Linked DNA regions of Anser cygnoides: region 1 is linked to region 2. Evidence: chromatin contacts called from public Hi-C data. All regions are on one chromosome and are shown on one strand. The core of a region is the stretch at or near the end of the contact, and the rest is flanking DNA. Distances in the headings are between cores, read along the strand shown.

The links. Hi-C and Micro-C count contacts between places; a contact is called where the count stands out from the background.
Region 1: a Hi-C map of liver shows a contact between it and region 2, with 4 times the contacts expected there. The contact joins the enhancer-like site here to the promoter of RXRA in region 2. A contact is called at or near these places in 2 of 7 Hi-C or Micro-C datasets (both in liver).

The regions. Positions count from the first base shown.
Region 1 is chr20:4,039,532-4,046,318 of Taihu_goose_T2T_genome, reverse strand. No RefSeq gene overlaps it. Among named protein-coding and RNA genes, the nearest start is that of RXRA, 32 kb to the right of the region's middle. Within about 2 kb of position 1,253, at least 2 of the 3 cell types and tissues checked have open chromatin away from gene starts, as enhancers often do. A contact at or near this core is called in liver, where this site is marked.
Region 2 is chr20:4,006,098-4,012,910 of Taihu_goose_T2T_genome, reverse strand. It overlaps RXRA (retinoid X receptor alpha), which reads left to right and starts at 1,820. Exons shown (of 11, transcript XM_066981036.1): 1 at 1,820-2,205. The coding sequence starts at 2,178. LOC136786712 (a long non-coding RNA gene) reads right to left here and starts at 1,678. Exons shown (of 2, transcript XR_010826128.1): 1 at 1-1,678.

The DNA of each region.
Region 1 (6,787 bases), core at 4-2,503, 34 kb before region 2:
AGCGTTGGAGCCCATCGCTTTGCCTCCTCCTAACGCGGTGCCACCAGCTTTACTGCAAACACGGAGGGACAGCCACTTTTTATGTACAAAAAAAAGTCACTGGCTGCTTATTTTATTTATTGAGGAGACAGATAATTGACAGGTGGCTGTCTAGAAGAGATGAAGCCCTCCAGCAAAACACTGCGGCTCCAGCAAGGATGCGAACGACAGAGAAATGGCTCCAGAGGTGATAGACTTGTTACTTTTAACACTGCCAGATATATAAGAGAACAGGGTTGAATCGCAGTTCAGAACAATCATACCTAACTGCTGAACTAAATAAAACTGATGATTTCATACCCGTGTCTACAGCAGCCTTAGACTGAGCTTGAATTAATGAGCGTGTTGTTGCCTCCCGCAGGGTTCTGTACGCCCAAGGACTTCAGGTTCTGATTTTAGGGCTTCAATGCATCGCCCAGAAGGAAGCCAGGGATCAGGAATGGGCGTAGGTGGGTCAAAATTGTTCTGCCCTCTGAGCCTGAGCAGCTTAGGGTGATATTTGCCCCCCAGCAAAATAAACTTTGCCAGGGGGCAAGCAGGGAACAGGACAGCTTTACTGGGACTTCTGGGCTGGGCTGGCTGGGTCCCTTGGTACCCCACAGGTTGCAAATATCCGTCTTTCCTTGCTTTTCTACTTTCGTTTTGGTAATTTTTTTTTCTTTTTCTTTTTTTTTTCTTTTGTTTTTCTTTATTATTATTATTTTTTGTTTTGTACTGGCCTGCCTGGGACTTTGAAGCCTACAAATCTCTTCATGGCCTGGACCTCGTGCCTCTCAATGGATCCGTGCCTATTTTGAGGATATACAGCATTATCTGCTGCTGACTACTCTAAACAAAAACAGAAGCTTAAACATTAACCCCTGCACATCACACCACCCCAACATATTGCTGCCTGAGAACTGACTTCTCATAGGACAGATTTCGCTGTGTTTCTTAATCAATGGAGAACTTTTTTTTTTTATAATTTTTTTTTTACTGTTTACTAGAGTTTTCTCCCCCGCAGGGCAGAGCAACGTTTATGATGTAAAATCACAGGGGCTCTCTCCCCGCAGTGCTGCACGCGGCGGTGATTCAGGGCCGTGCCGGGACCAAGCGGAGCCTGTTAGCCGGATCCCTGCGCTCTCCCACCTCCGCCCGGCTCCGCAGCAAATCAAAGTGCAACAAATGGCCCTGCTTCATTCCTTCGAGGAGCCCTGGGCCTTGTACGTTATCTCGAGGGCAGGGTATATGCTACAATAAAAGGAGGCTTTATTGCCAACTGCAACGGAGCGAAGGATTCAACCGCGTATCGCCTTGTGGGTTCGTCGTAAACTCCCTTTTATGGCCCTTCCAGTTTATGGCTAATGGAGATTTACAGTGGGCAGAAGGGGCCGTGTGCGCTAATTAATGCGGTTATTAGCCTGGGAGGGTTCGGCGCAGGGAGCAGCGCTGCCGCCAGCCTTGCTGCTCGCCCTTCGCCACCCGGCCCTGCCAGGGAAGAGGGCGGCGGGCGCTTGGCTGACCCGTGGCTGGCCGGGTGCCGCGGGGCCAAAGTCCTGCCCTGCTCGCTGGGACCCGCGGTGGGACAAGGCAGCTCGCTGCAGGGCGGCTTCATCCACCGAGGGAGCTAAGGGAGGTCGTGTCTGCTCCAGCTGTGTGCATCCCCAAAGCCACCAACGTTTTCTTCAAGTGGGAGGGAGGTGGAAGGGAAGGGGAAGGAGGTGGGTGAGTTTCAACCGTGATTTTCCAAGCAGAAATCAGCAGCCTTCCCCGCGCTCCCCATCTAGAGGAACCCATTTTGGCGTGCTCAGCCTGCAGCCACAAGGCCAGGCAGGAGAGGCACACACAGAGCAGTAGGTATGGCAGTGGGGCTGTGCCAAAAATACCCCATCCCTCCTGCTCGGGTGCTTTCTGCTGAGCTGAGGCCGTTCGTTAAAAGTCATCGCTGCTCGGCATCCGTCTCCAGACCCTGGACTACTCCCGAGCCCAGCTCCAGGCCTCGCACCCCTGCAGACGCTGGATGTGGCCCTGTTAATATCAGCCTGGTTCCCATCACACGCCGCCCTGCTGGAACACAACCTCAAACGAGGCAGATTTCGTGTGGCTGCAGCTTTTCGCTACGAACGTTTCATGCCGCCCTGCTTGGCAATTAAAAGGCGAGGAGCCGGGGTGAGAACAGTCCTGCTAATGATTTGCAGTCAGCTCCTTTGAGCCAAGTTGTCTTTGCAAAGCCAAAATTATATCGTATCGTTCTCCAGAAGCTACCACAGAAGTTAAATATTAAGTGGCTTAAGTTGCTGGAAACTTCCGTGGCTCCGACTGATCACAGGTCAAGGATATCGTCACCGGGACCGTCCTTGATCACAAGCAATAGCCAAGCCCATGGAGAGACTAACAGCAAAGCAGGACCATAAATCCAGCCCATAATCTCCAGGCTGGCCCAGTCCAGGCTTCACAGAAGCAGTGGAGAAGCTGCCAGAGGTGCCCATAAATCCGGGGGGGGACTTTTGGGGATGATGCTGGAGAGCCACCCCTTGGTTTTCAGCGCCTCACCCAGCCACGCAGGCAGTGCCTGCCCTGCCCCAGCGCGGGCAGGATATTTTGTGATTGTCTGCCCTGATTTCACCCCAGGAATTTCCCGCAAAAGGAAAAGGGCCACAGGCTAGGAGCTACAAGGGGGGGAAGCCGCCAGGAACTGGGCACCAGCCTGCCTTTGTGGGGCTGAGCAAGGGCAGGGAGCTGCCGGCGGTTCAGCGGCGAGGTTTGTGACGGAGCAGAGGGCAGGCTGGGCTTGTCGGGATGGAGCGAAAAGCTACAGGCTCCTTCTCACCACTATTATTAATATTCGAGTTAATTAACTTCACTGAGGGCTGGAGGAAATTGAATCTCAAGAACAACCTAAGCCCTGCTTTAGATTTTAAGCCATTTGGAGCTTTGATTCGAAGCTTGTGCTTTTATTATTATTATTTTTAAATCTCTCGATTTTTTTTTATGCAAACACCTGGCCCACTTTAGGGGCGATATAACAGTAATAAATGATTCTTTTTAATTGGCCGTCAGCTGACGGGGAGCAGCAGGCTCCCAGCTCAGCAGAGCACACTGGGGGGGATTTGGTATCGGGGCTGGAGGTGCTGGGGGGGCGCCCACCAGCATCCCAGCGTGGGGGCTCCTGGCAGGTCAACACAGGGTGGCTGAGCAGGGCAGGAGAGCTTTTGTGAGGTTAAACAAAAAATAATAATAAAAAAAGGAAGCTTTTACAAGCCAGGGCTTAAGGACGTGCACTCCCTTTTTGCCCGTTTATTAAGTAATAATGAAACACTTTTGTCAAAGCTTAGGCACCAAATTTCTGACACCAGATGAGCTCTAAAGCTAATCAGGGCCTGGAAAAATGGGAATATAATTAAGGCTGCTGACAGCCCTGTGGCATTAACCTCGCAGCTCTCAGGTGCCACGCTGAACCACAGCTGCAAGAGATACTGTATTACGGGTAGTTGGTTTCAGCTGTGGAAATGAATTTGGCTTTTAATGGCTCTGTAATGTCCTCAGAGCTGAGGCACTGATGGTCTGTGCTGGAGCAGCCTGGCTGTGTCCTTTGCTTCTCCGTGGTAAGCGAGGGAGGCTCTCTGCATTCAGAAAAAATGAGGTTTTTGTGGGTGAGGGTTCAGGCTGGGGCAGTTCTGCCGTGTCCCCTCCTCCCCTGTGATTAATTATTATCATCATTAGGAGCGTGGGTGTCTGCTTTGCCCCAGCACCTGGGATTCCTGCCTGTACCCTGCCGTGTCTCTAATCCTCTGATGTAAGCCCTGTGAGCTGTGGGGCTGGTATCCAAGCCACCTACCTGCTCTGTGACTCAGTGTCCCATCACAGAGCAGAGGCAGGAACGGGGGGCGGTTTGGGGGGGGTTGCTCTGAGGCTCACCAATATGTCGAGCCCATCCCTTTTCTTAGGGTTATGTTGCTGTTTGCACAGCTCTGTCCCATTGTGAGGTGGCAATGCTGTGGCCTCACCGCCATGAGGACCCATCGCCCTGTTTGTCTCCTGCCCTGAAGGCAGCTCCTGTATGGGGGCACCCCAAGACCCTGGAGAGCCCCCGGTGCTGTGGGGCTGCACCCCGCTGGCTTGCAGGCACAGCCCCCCTCTGCTCTGCCCCAGCACTGTGGGATTCCTACTGGTGGGAAACTGGGGGAGCACCAGTCCTGGTGGTGGTGCAATGTTTCTTGCGAATTTTTTGTTTGTTTGTTTTAATGGTTATATAAATTTTCTCCTTTTGGGGACTTTACTGCTTAGAAGGTGAGGAAGTGGGAGCGGTTGTTCCCACCCCTTCCCAGCACAGGCCCCTCCACGTTCTGATTAAAGCCTGCGAGGCGAGTTGGTGGGACATCAGCATCATCTATTGCAGCCTGGGAGCACCTGGGCTGCTGCCAAGATAAAGACAGCAGCAGCCCTCGGCTGGATCTTCTTATCTGGGGAATCTCAGGGCATGTTTCAGCCGTTTCGCAAGGCAGGTTTCGCAGACAGGTACCCTGGGACACGGAAAGGGTAAAGGAAGGCAGCCGCATCACGGCCAGGAATAGCACCAGGGCATCCCATGACCCAGGCATCTCCTGCAAAAAAAAAATATAAAATGAGACAACATTTCCAGCGACGGGCGCTGAGCAGCCTTGGGAAAGCACAGAGAGGACCCCTGTCAGTGCCGCCACTTAAGGTGATCGACGTGCTCTGGGTGTTGCTCGCGAGCACGCCACGCTCTTCTCTGAGCACGGGCTCTCAGATCTCTCTTGATGCAAAAAGCACCTATTAAGAGCTAACGAGCAGCGTGACACCCAACCTGATCCAGCCCCGACGTTATTTGTCACTCACCTTCGGCTGTCACTGCGGTGGCATCTGCTGCCCCCGACCTCCTCGCTGCGTCTCACACCTTCCCTGCAGCCTTCTCGGTTTCTCGGGTGCAAAACTCAAGCCTTGGACGAGAGCAAAAGCAGTCAGTTGTGTTCTCGCCCTGTCTGCTCTGAAAGCCCCGGAGCATGCCTGGTGTGACCAGGGCCGTAGGACCGGGGGAGTTCATGAGAAATTAAAAACAAAAGCGCCTTTATCCATATGGGACCTCGTGAGTGCTCACATACCCTAGCGATTCCAAGCGCTCCGTGTATGGTTCTTACTTGGTTTTAACTCAATTTCTTTGAGATGCAAATCAGAGGGATTATATTCAGAGGCTGCATCAGAAAGTCTTTAATCCAAATGGGCTATAAGATTTATTTAGAAGAGCCAAATGTCTTGTCTGGGACAGAAGCAACTAAGCTGAACTGAAACAGATGGACATAAAGGAAATTAAGCAACTCTAATGGTCTTATCCAGAGTTTCAAAGTATTTGGGCTTCCGAAAGCTCTAGCTCCTGGAAGCACGTGATTAGATGGGAAGCTCAGGTTTCATTTAAAAACAGGCTTTGCAGTTCACTGAGAAAAACAATAATAATGTTTTTATTCCTCCTGTGTACAGAGAGAAGGCCGCCTTCCAAGTTCTGACTCTTCAGCTAGGCTTACAACGTCAAATGGAAATATATTGCGGAGGGTTTATGAATCCCTCATTTTTATAACAGTGTCATTATTTCAGCAGGCCGGATTCGGGATTTTGGGAAACCCGATGCTAGCAGTACGGCTCACAGACAGTTGGGTTACTAACACAGGAGAGAACTTCCTCGGTCTGCTGAGGTTTGTTCCCTGCAACACCCTGTTCCTAAAGGGGACACCTTGGGTCTCCTCCGAGCCTGGATTTTAAGGAGGATGCCAGCACTGCAGGGCCAAGGCTGCCTGTGGTTGTGCTGGCAGAAATGCCTTCCCTGGGATGTTTGGATGTGTTTGGTCTGAGGCTGGCTCCGCAGAGAGCAGAAAAAAATGTGTGAGGACAAAATCCCTACCGCTTACTGGAGCATTTCTGTATCACAGAGAGGGTAAAGTAGCATGGGTATGGCCTGGGGGGAAAAAGCTTAGGTTTGAGTTGGTTCCACACTCTTTAGCTTCTAAGCTTTAAATAATGTCAAGGTGTCTTTGACACTAGTTATTAAGGAGTACAAACTGTTACTGGATGCATTTCACAACACTTCCTGAGGCTCTCCAAGCAGTGCTGTGTTAGAGCCAAGGCGACCACCAGAGGATGAACGAATCCCTGGGGTTAAGACCAGGTTAGAGGCTGAGCAGGGAGGACGCCTTCCTTTGCAGACAGTGGGGTCCGTGGGTGCTCAGGGCGCTGGCAGCGAGCTGATGCCATCTCTGCAAGGGGAAAACCATCTGCAGCCCAAGCTCGCGGCAATAGCTGGCAGCAGAGCTTCTCGTTGCATCTGAAAGCAGCCCTCCTGAACCATCCCCTGCTTGGCTCACTGAGCGGAGTATCTGGGGGGAGAAACCTCGCGTGTCTGTGCGTTTGCCATCCTTCACCCCAGTGCGTTTGGATTTGGATTAAATAAAAGGTGGGAGAAGGGGAGGGAGAGCGAGGAAGCGTGAGAAGGAGCTCATCCATTACTATGCTGTGCACAAGGCAGGAGGTCCTGGCCTTCTGGTTTGAGTGCTTATTCCCCATAAAATACATCTGAGAGAAATCAATACAAGAAGCATGCAAGAACTTAAATCAAAGCACAAGGAAGCGGCTCTTGGTGAATGGAGCGACCTTGCAGAGAGCTGTCAAAACTGGGGGACAAGCCCTGTACACGCAAAACCTGCTGGAAAAACCCAGCAAGGCTGGTGTGCAGGCTCCTCGGGCTGCTGTGTGCTTCCTT
Region 2 (6,813 bases), core at 571-3,070:
AACTTTCGTTTGTGTCCTCACCCGCTTCCTTCCGGGCCTTTTCTCCCAGGAGTTAACGCAACTCAGCCATAAAAACTGACTTGGAGATGAAACTTGGCATTTAAGGTCCCAGCCCGGGAGCAAATGAAGTTACCAGTTATAAACACACTCCGAAATCTGTTTGGACATGCTGAAATTACAGGAGCAGGGGATAAAAAGGATCCAAGATGTTTTATTTTGTTTTAACTTCTGCAGCTCCGTGCGTCAGTTCGCAGCCGCTCGCCTCTGACGTGACAGGGGTCGTTTTGGCGTTTTTCTTGTCCTCGTCGTAATTAATGCTGACGAATTGCGGTGCTCTCGCTCGGGGGGGCCTGCTGGGCACCCCTCGTCAAGCAGCCCTCCTGGGAGGAAAGGCAGGGCTGTCCCCGGGCAGCTGTTTGTAGAATGGGCTGGAGTTGGGAGAAATTGTGTGTTTGGGCCTTTCTTGGGCCTTCCCGCTGTGGATCTAGGTACTACGGTAGTAGGTATGAGGGAAACTGATAAGTGCATGCGGGTGATAGACTGGGACATGGCACCGAGCGCGAGATAAGAGGCTGTTGTTATAGGAGGAGGTGCTAGAGCGCTAATATTTATGGCCTGGGAAGCGTTGCCAATTAAAGGATGAATCGGGGTGGGTAGGAGGCTCGGAAGCGCTCCATGGCTAGAGATAATGCTTGGTGGCAGCAGCGTGACCGCATGTTGCAGTGACTTCTTGTGCCAAACCAGCACCCTGCGGGGAGCCTGGCCCCATGGGACAGCGGGGGCACCCCGAGACCCCCAGCTGAGACCCCGACCCCGCTGGCCCCGGTGTCACTGAGGTGTCCTGTGTGACCTTGGTGCTCCCACTATGGGTGCTGTGGCCATCAAGAGCGAGGGGCCCTACGGTGTCTGCGATGCTTCATATGTCAGAGGGGCGCTTGGGCCCACGGAGTCACTAATGTGCCACCTTGAAAGGCCCAGGACTGTTTAGGGAGGCTGGAGGCAGGGGGTGGCCAGGGCCCCTTGCCCAGTGACTGTGCAGTGCCCCCCTGCCAGGACCCCTGAGATCACCCAGCAGCACCCGAAGGCACAGCCCTCCTTCTTATTTAAGTTTTCCTTTTCCCACATCACTTTTTAAATTTATTTCCTTTTTTTCCCCACATCACCAGTTTTTAATATTTTTTCCCACATCACTTTTAAATTTTTTTCATTTTTCCTACACCACTTTCTTTTAATCTTTTCCATGTCACTTTTTAAACTTTTTCCCCTTTCTCTCATTTTTAAGTTTTCCTATTCCCCACATCACTTTTTTCTTTTTCCCTTTTATTATATACATCCCTTTTAATTTTCCCTTTTTAAAGCATCACTTTTCCCCCTCTTCCTCTACATCCCCTTTTATTTTTTCTTCTTTCCCATCACTTTTTATTCTTTTTTCCTTCCAAATCTCTTTAATTTTTTTCACATCACTTTTTTTCCTTTTCCTCCTGTGTTCCTTTTTCTTTTTATCCCATCTTTTTTCCTTTCCCCCACTTCTATTTTTCCTTCCCCCATCCCGTTTTCCTTTTCTCCTTTCCCTACCACTTCGCATTATTTCCTTTCCCCCCGCATCCATTTTTTCTTTGAATTTTTCCCCACCGCTTCTCATTTTCTCCTTTCCCCCCATCGCCCCTCACCCCCCCCAAACCCCCTTTTCTCCTTTAATTTCCCCTCTCCCCCCCATCTCCCCTCCCACCGCTTCATTTTCCCGTCCCTCGCCCCCGACCCCCCCGGCGCGGGGCGGCGCTGCGCTGCGCGGGGCGGGCGCTGCGGGGCGGTCGCGGCGCTCGCTCCCCCCTGCGCGGGCCCCGGCGCGGAGCCGAGCCGTGCCGAGCCGTTCCGTGCCGTGCCGAGCCGTGCCGAGCCGCGCCGAGCCGTGCCGCGGAGTTACATTGTTGGGACTTTGCACCAAACTCGCGCCGCCGCCGCCGCCTCGGCTGCGCGCCCCGCCGCCGGTGCGGGGCTGAGCCTTCCTCCTCCTCCCTCTCCTCCTCCTTCCTCGGGTGGTTTTTTTTTCTTTTTTTTCCTCTCTTTTTTTTTTCCCCTCTCCCCTCCCTCCCTTCCCCCTTTCGCTTTGATTTCGCTCCCCGCCCCTGCGCTGTGTGTTTTCCACCAAGCCCCTTGGCATGAGTTAGGCACCAGCGATGGACACCAAACACTTCCTGCCGCTGGGTGAGTTTGGGGCCGAAAAGCTCCTCCGTTCCTACCGCGGGGCGGGGGGGGGGGGAGGACTTAAAAAAAAAAAAAAAATTAAAAAAATAAAAATATGAAAAAGAAGAGAGCGAGCTGCCCCCCTCCTCCGCTTCCCCTCCGGTGTCAGCTGCGGGGCATCGGCGGGGCTGCGCGCTCGCCTCCGCGGCGTGCTTGCTGCTCGTTTGTTTTGTTCTCATCCTTATTTAATTATTTTTTTATTATTTTTTTTAAAATCTTTTTTTTTTCGGGTGAGGCGCAGCCGGGGGGCGGCGGGCCCGGGGCTGGCCGAGGGGGCTCCGGGCGCAAGCGGCATTTTCAAACGGGGCAGCCCCCTCCCCACCGCCCCGGGCTGCTGCTGCGGGGGGGGGGGGGGGGGGGGGGGGGGGGGGCTGGCAGCTCGCTGCCTTGGCTTTTTTATTTATTTTTTTTGCCCGTTTCCCCTCGATTTTCTCTTTATTATCCCCTCCCAAGCCCCCCTTTTCTCCGCGGGGTGCGCAGCCGAGCTGGGGGCAGCACCAGCAGGGTCCCGCATCGCCCCTCGCCGCTGGCGCGCTTGGGACCCTGCACGTTTTTCTTTATTTTTTTCCCCTTTTTCTACCCTTTTTATTTTTTCTTTTTTAAGTTAACGTTTTGAACCCCGTCTCCAGCCGGAGTTTGCCATCGTTTGGGTGACTTGAGTCAAGTCGTGGCTTGCAGGGGCGAATGCCTCCCCGCGCCTGGCTTTTTGGGAGAAGTGAGATTGCAGAGCTCGCTGCTCGGGGAGGGGGAAGAAGAAAGTTTTAGCGAAGTTGCCTGGCGCCAAGCCCTTGGCGAGGAGGAAGAGGGGCCGATCCTGCCCCCTCTGCCACTGCTCAGCCCGAGACCCCCAGCCACCGTCCTGACACCCCCCTGGCCCGTGCCGGGGCTCCTCCGGGCTTTAAATCTGTGCACGAGCTTTGTTAGTGTGTGGTGGTTGTTTTGGGTTGTTGTTGTTTTTTTTTCCTTCCCTCTGAAGAATTGCAGTTTTAGTTGTTCCTTTCTAAGCGCAGCAGAAACACATGGAGCCGGGGGCTGGCCCCTGCCCTCCTGGCACGTCGGGGGCTTCAGCAGGGAGAGCCCAGCTCCGCAGGCTGGTGGGGAGCCGTGTGTCACCCCCCCCCCCCCCCCCCCCCCAGAATGGGGCTATAGGGAGACCCTCACCAGTCTGGCTGTGAGATGGGGAAACGGAGCTGCGTTGACTTATCCAAAGTTGTTGTTTGGGCTCGAAGCATCTCACCTGCAGTCCTGCTGTTAGGGTCAGACGGGTTTGGGCTGGGTCAAACGCAGGTGCCTGGAATGATCCCAAACGCACCCCCCTGAGCAGAAATCACCTGCCCGTGGCCACGCTTGGGGGTGGCTGCCTTAACTATTTACACCTCTTTCCAATCTCCGGTGGAAGAGAGAGCCCCCAGCCTGTGCTGGTGGGGGCAGGATGAGGCCCTGCCTATCTGCTCGCCTTTTCTTCTGCACCTGAGCGCTGGTGCGCTGCGGATGCTGGCTCTTGTGCTGTGCTCTTAGTCATGCTGGCTTTGCCGGGGGAGGCGAGGGGGAGCGTGTGTCACCTTGCTGCCGTCTCGGGGAGGGATCCTCGCGCCGGTGCGGGTGAAAACCCGGCGATTTGTCCGCTCGCCTAGCGGCGTGCGCCCGGTGGGGAGAGGGGAGGCAGCCGAGCGCACCGAGCTGCCGGGGGGGGAGCACCCAGGCAGCTGCCCCAGGACAGCTGGGGGTGCTTGGCTTTGCGTTGCCGGCTTGGGAGAGAATTCAGCAGCTCGTGGGAGCTGATTGAAGTGTGTGCAACGGGGGCCTGTGTCTGCTGTGCGTTTGTGCTGCTGCGGGAACGACGCGCAAACTTTATCCGCTGGCCTTCGGTCACGCGTTGCTTATAAAAAAAAAAAAATCGGCTTTGGTTTACAGCCGGGGGATCCTGCAGGTTTGGGAGGGGAGGACTTTGGTGCTGCTTCGAGCATGGGAGGCAGCAAAGGCCTGGCAGCAGGCAGGCAGCTTGTGAGGGTGCCTGGAGCTGGCGGGGCCCCGCTGCCTGCAGGGGGGTGGCTCTGACCCCGCTCGTGGCTCCGCAGGGCACCGGTGGTTTTTCCAACCCTGTTGGGACTGTGGGTGGCTGGAGCTGGCGTGTGCAAGACAAGGGACGGAGAGGGGAATCTCCGGGCTCGTGCTGTTGGTGTGTTCCTGCACGTTGGCACAGGCCTGAGATGGGGAACTGGAGCAAAACGGTGCTGCCCCATCAAAATCTCAGCTCAGTTTGGCCTAAAAAGGATAACCGCGTGGAGGATCCCGGCCAAGCCCTGCCCTTGGTTAGACTCAGATAACCCCGCTGATGTCATGGGTGGAAACGTGGCCAGCGCCGGGCACTTTTAATAGTAGTATCTCATTTTCCTGCTGGTCTCGGGAGCGGGTGGCAGATGCCAGGCAGAGGCTCCGGCGGGGACGGCGTGTCCCCGGGCACCTCCTGCGCTGGGAGCCGTCGCCCTGTGGCTCTGCGTTCCGTGGTCTGCACAATCCCACTATTGCTCCCTTCTCCTCTGTGCCTGTTCCCAAGAAGAGGGGGGTCCTGTGATGGGCAGGGGGAACCCTCCCTGGCTCAGCTTCCTTCCTTCACCCTGCTGTGGCCGGGGGGAGCCTGGGTGCTGTGCAAAACCCAGGGCGAATCGGGGGTGCCGGGGCCGAGACCTCGGTGCGATCCCCCATCCTGCTCCTTCTAGCTGCAGGAATTTATGGCAGGTGAGCAAATCCGTAGGGTGGAAAGAACAGGAACGGTGCAGAAAGCACCGCGGCTTGCACGAGCATCCCGTCTGGGCAGGAGGAATCCCCTGCCCCACGCCTGCAGGGTGCTGAGCGGGGCTGCGAGGGTCCCCGGGGGAGCAGGAGGGCGAGGACGGCTGCTTTCTGGTCTCTTGCTGAAGCACAGAGCAGGGCTCGACCTCTCCCGAGTGACACATGCAAAACAAGCTGGGAAGGAATTTTTGTCTTTATCAGGATCTCGGCTGTGACAGTTAAATAAATCCTCGGAGGGTCCGTGAATTTACTCCGCCTCGTCCTGCTGTGTTTGAGAGCGCGTTTGTACTCCTTGTGTTTAGGGCATTTTATTTATTTAAAAGAGAGCGGGGAAGAAAGCCGCAGAATTTTAGTTATTCATTACAAATATTATTATTGGCATTTTTGCTCCTGTTGGGGGGGGGGGGGAATTCAAGGGGGGGAATCAAAACATTTCACTGGAAAATACACCCTGCCTTCGTCCCACCCACATCTTGAAGGCGAAAATAAATATTTATTAAGAAACGGGTTAAAAACCTTTTTGTTGCAGTATTGTTTTCTGGGAGCAGGGGTGGATTCCCATATGCCAGAGTCCTGCCGCACGACTGAATATCTTCTTTTTGCGTGTTTTTTTCCTTTTCTTTTTGTTGTTGATGGTTAAGAAAACAAACAGCGGAGCTGTCGGCGCTGTGGAGCAGGGGCTTGGGTTTTGGGCTGTGCCTCGTGTCGCAGCGTGCTCGGTGCTCTGAGCATCCCGGTGCCTCGGCGGGTGCGGGGGGTTCCCACGAGGCTCTAGATGGCCTGAAATCACGGAATGGTTCCTGCCATAAATGTCCTAAATGTCCTGAGCCCCTGCTGCCAGAGGTGCTGGGGTAACAGGAGGTGGTGGCGATGCCAAGCGGGTCCCCGCCACCAGCCTGGTGTAACCGAAGCCGCCTCGAATCGCTGCCGGTGAAGCGCCAGCTCTTGCAGGGCCGTTCCCTGGGAGCTGGGTAACCTAATTGGGCTCTAATTAATCCTGATGGCTGGCTCCGAGCCCCAGCGCCTCTCCCCGCGTCGCAGCCGTCGTCGCCTCCCTCGGAGCTGGGTCTTTCCCCGCGGTGCTGCCGGGCAGGGGGGTGCTCGGTGGAGCAGGATCTGGCCCGGCAGCTCCGTAATTGCTTCCTAAAAGGCCCAGGTGGGCTCTCCCAAGTCAGCCCAACTACAAAGCGATAGGGGAGGCAGCCTGGGTGGCTTTATTTTAATTGATTTTGTCAGGAGTAGCTGTGTTTTATTACGTTTAAAGACTAGACTCCGGGATAACTTTGAACGTTTGACACGCACACAAAAAGCAGCTTTCTGACGTTTCCCCTCTTTGCTCGTCTCTTATTTTATTTCTCTCTTCTCCTCCTCCTCAAAGCGAAGCGTGTGCCTGGAGGGAGGACAGGGGAGGAGGGGAGGAGTGGTTGTGTCTCTCCAAAGGCTGCTCAAACATCAAGGCAGCGCGAAGCAGACGAAATAATATTGCAAATAAGGATTTAAAAAGCCCTACAGAAGGATTCCCGCACATGCCAGCCGGCTCAAACTGCTCGAAGATTTTCAGACAGATGCAATTTAGCCTCGGAAAATGCCCTCTCGTTGTAATGGAAACTGGCTGTGGGAACTTGCCTTTTCTCAGAGTGTTTTGCTCAGAATAAAGCAAAGAAAGTCAGCGAAACAACCTGAGTTTTTATTTTGGGAAGAGACAGCGTTTCAAAATGGAGGGTGTTTTCTGAAATAAACAGGGAGCGACAGCTCCTGTACGAGAAAGGGAAGAAA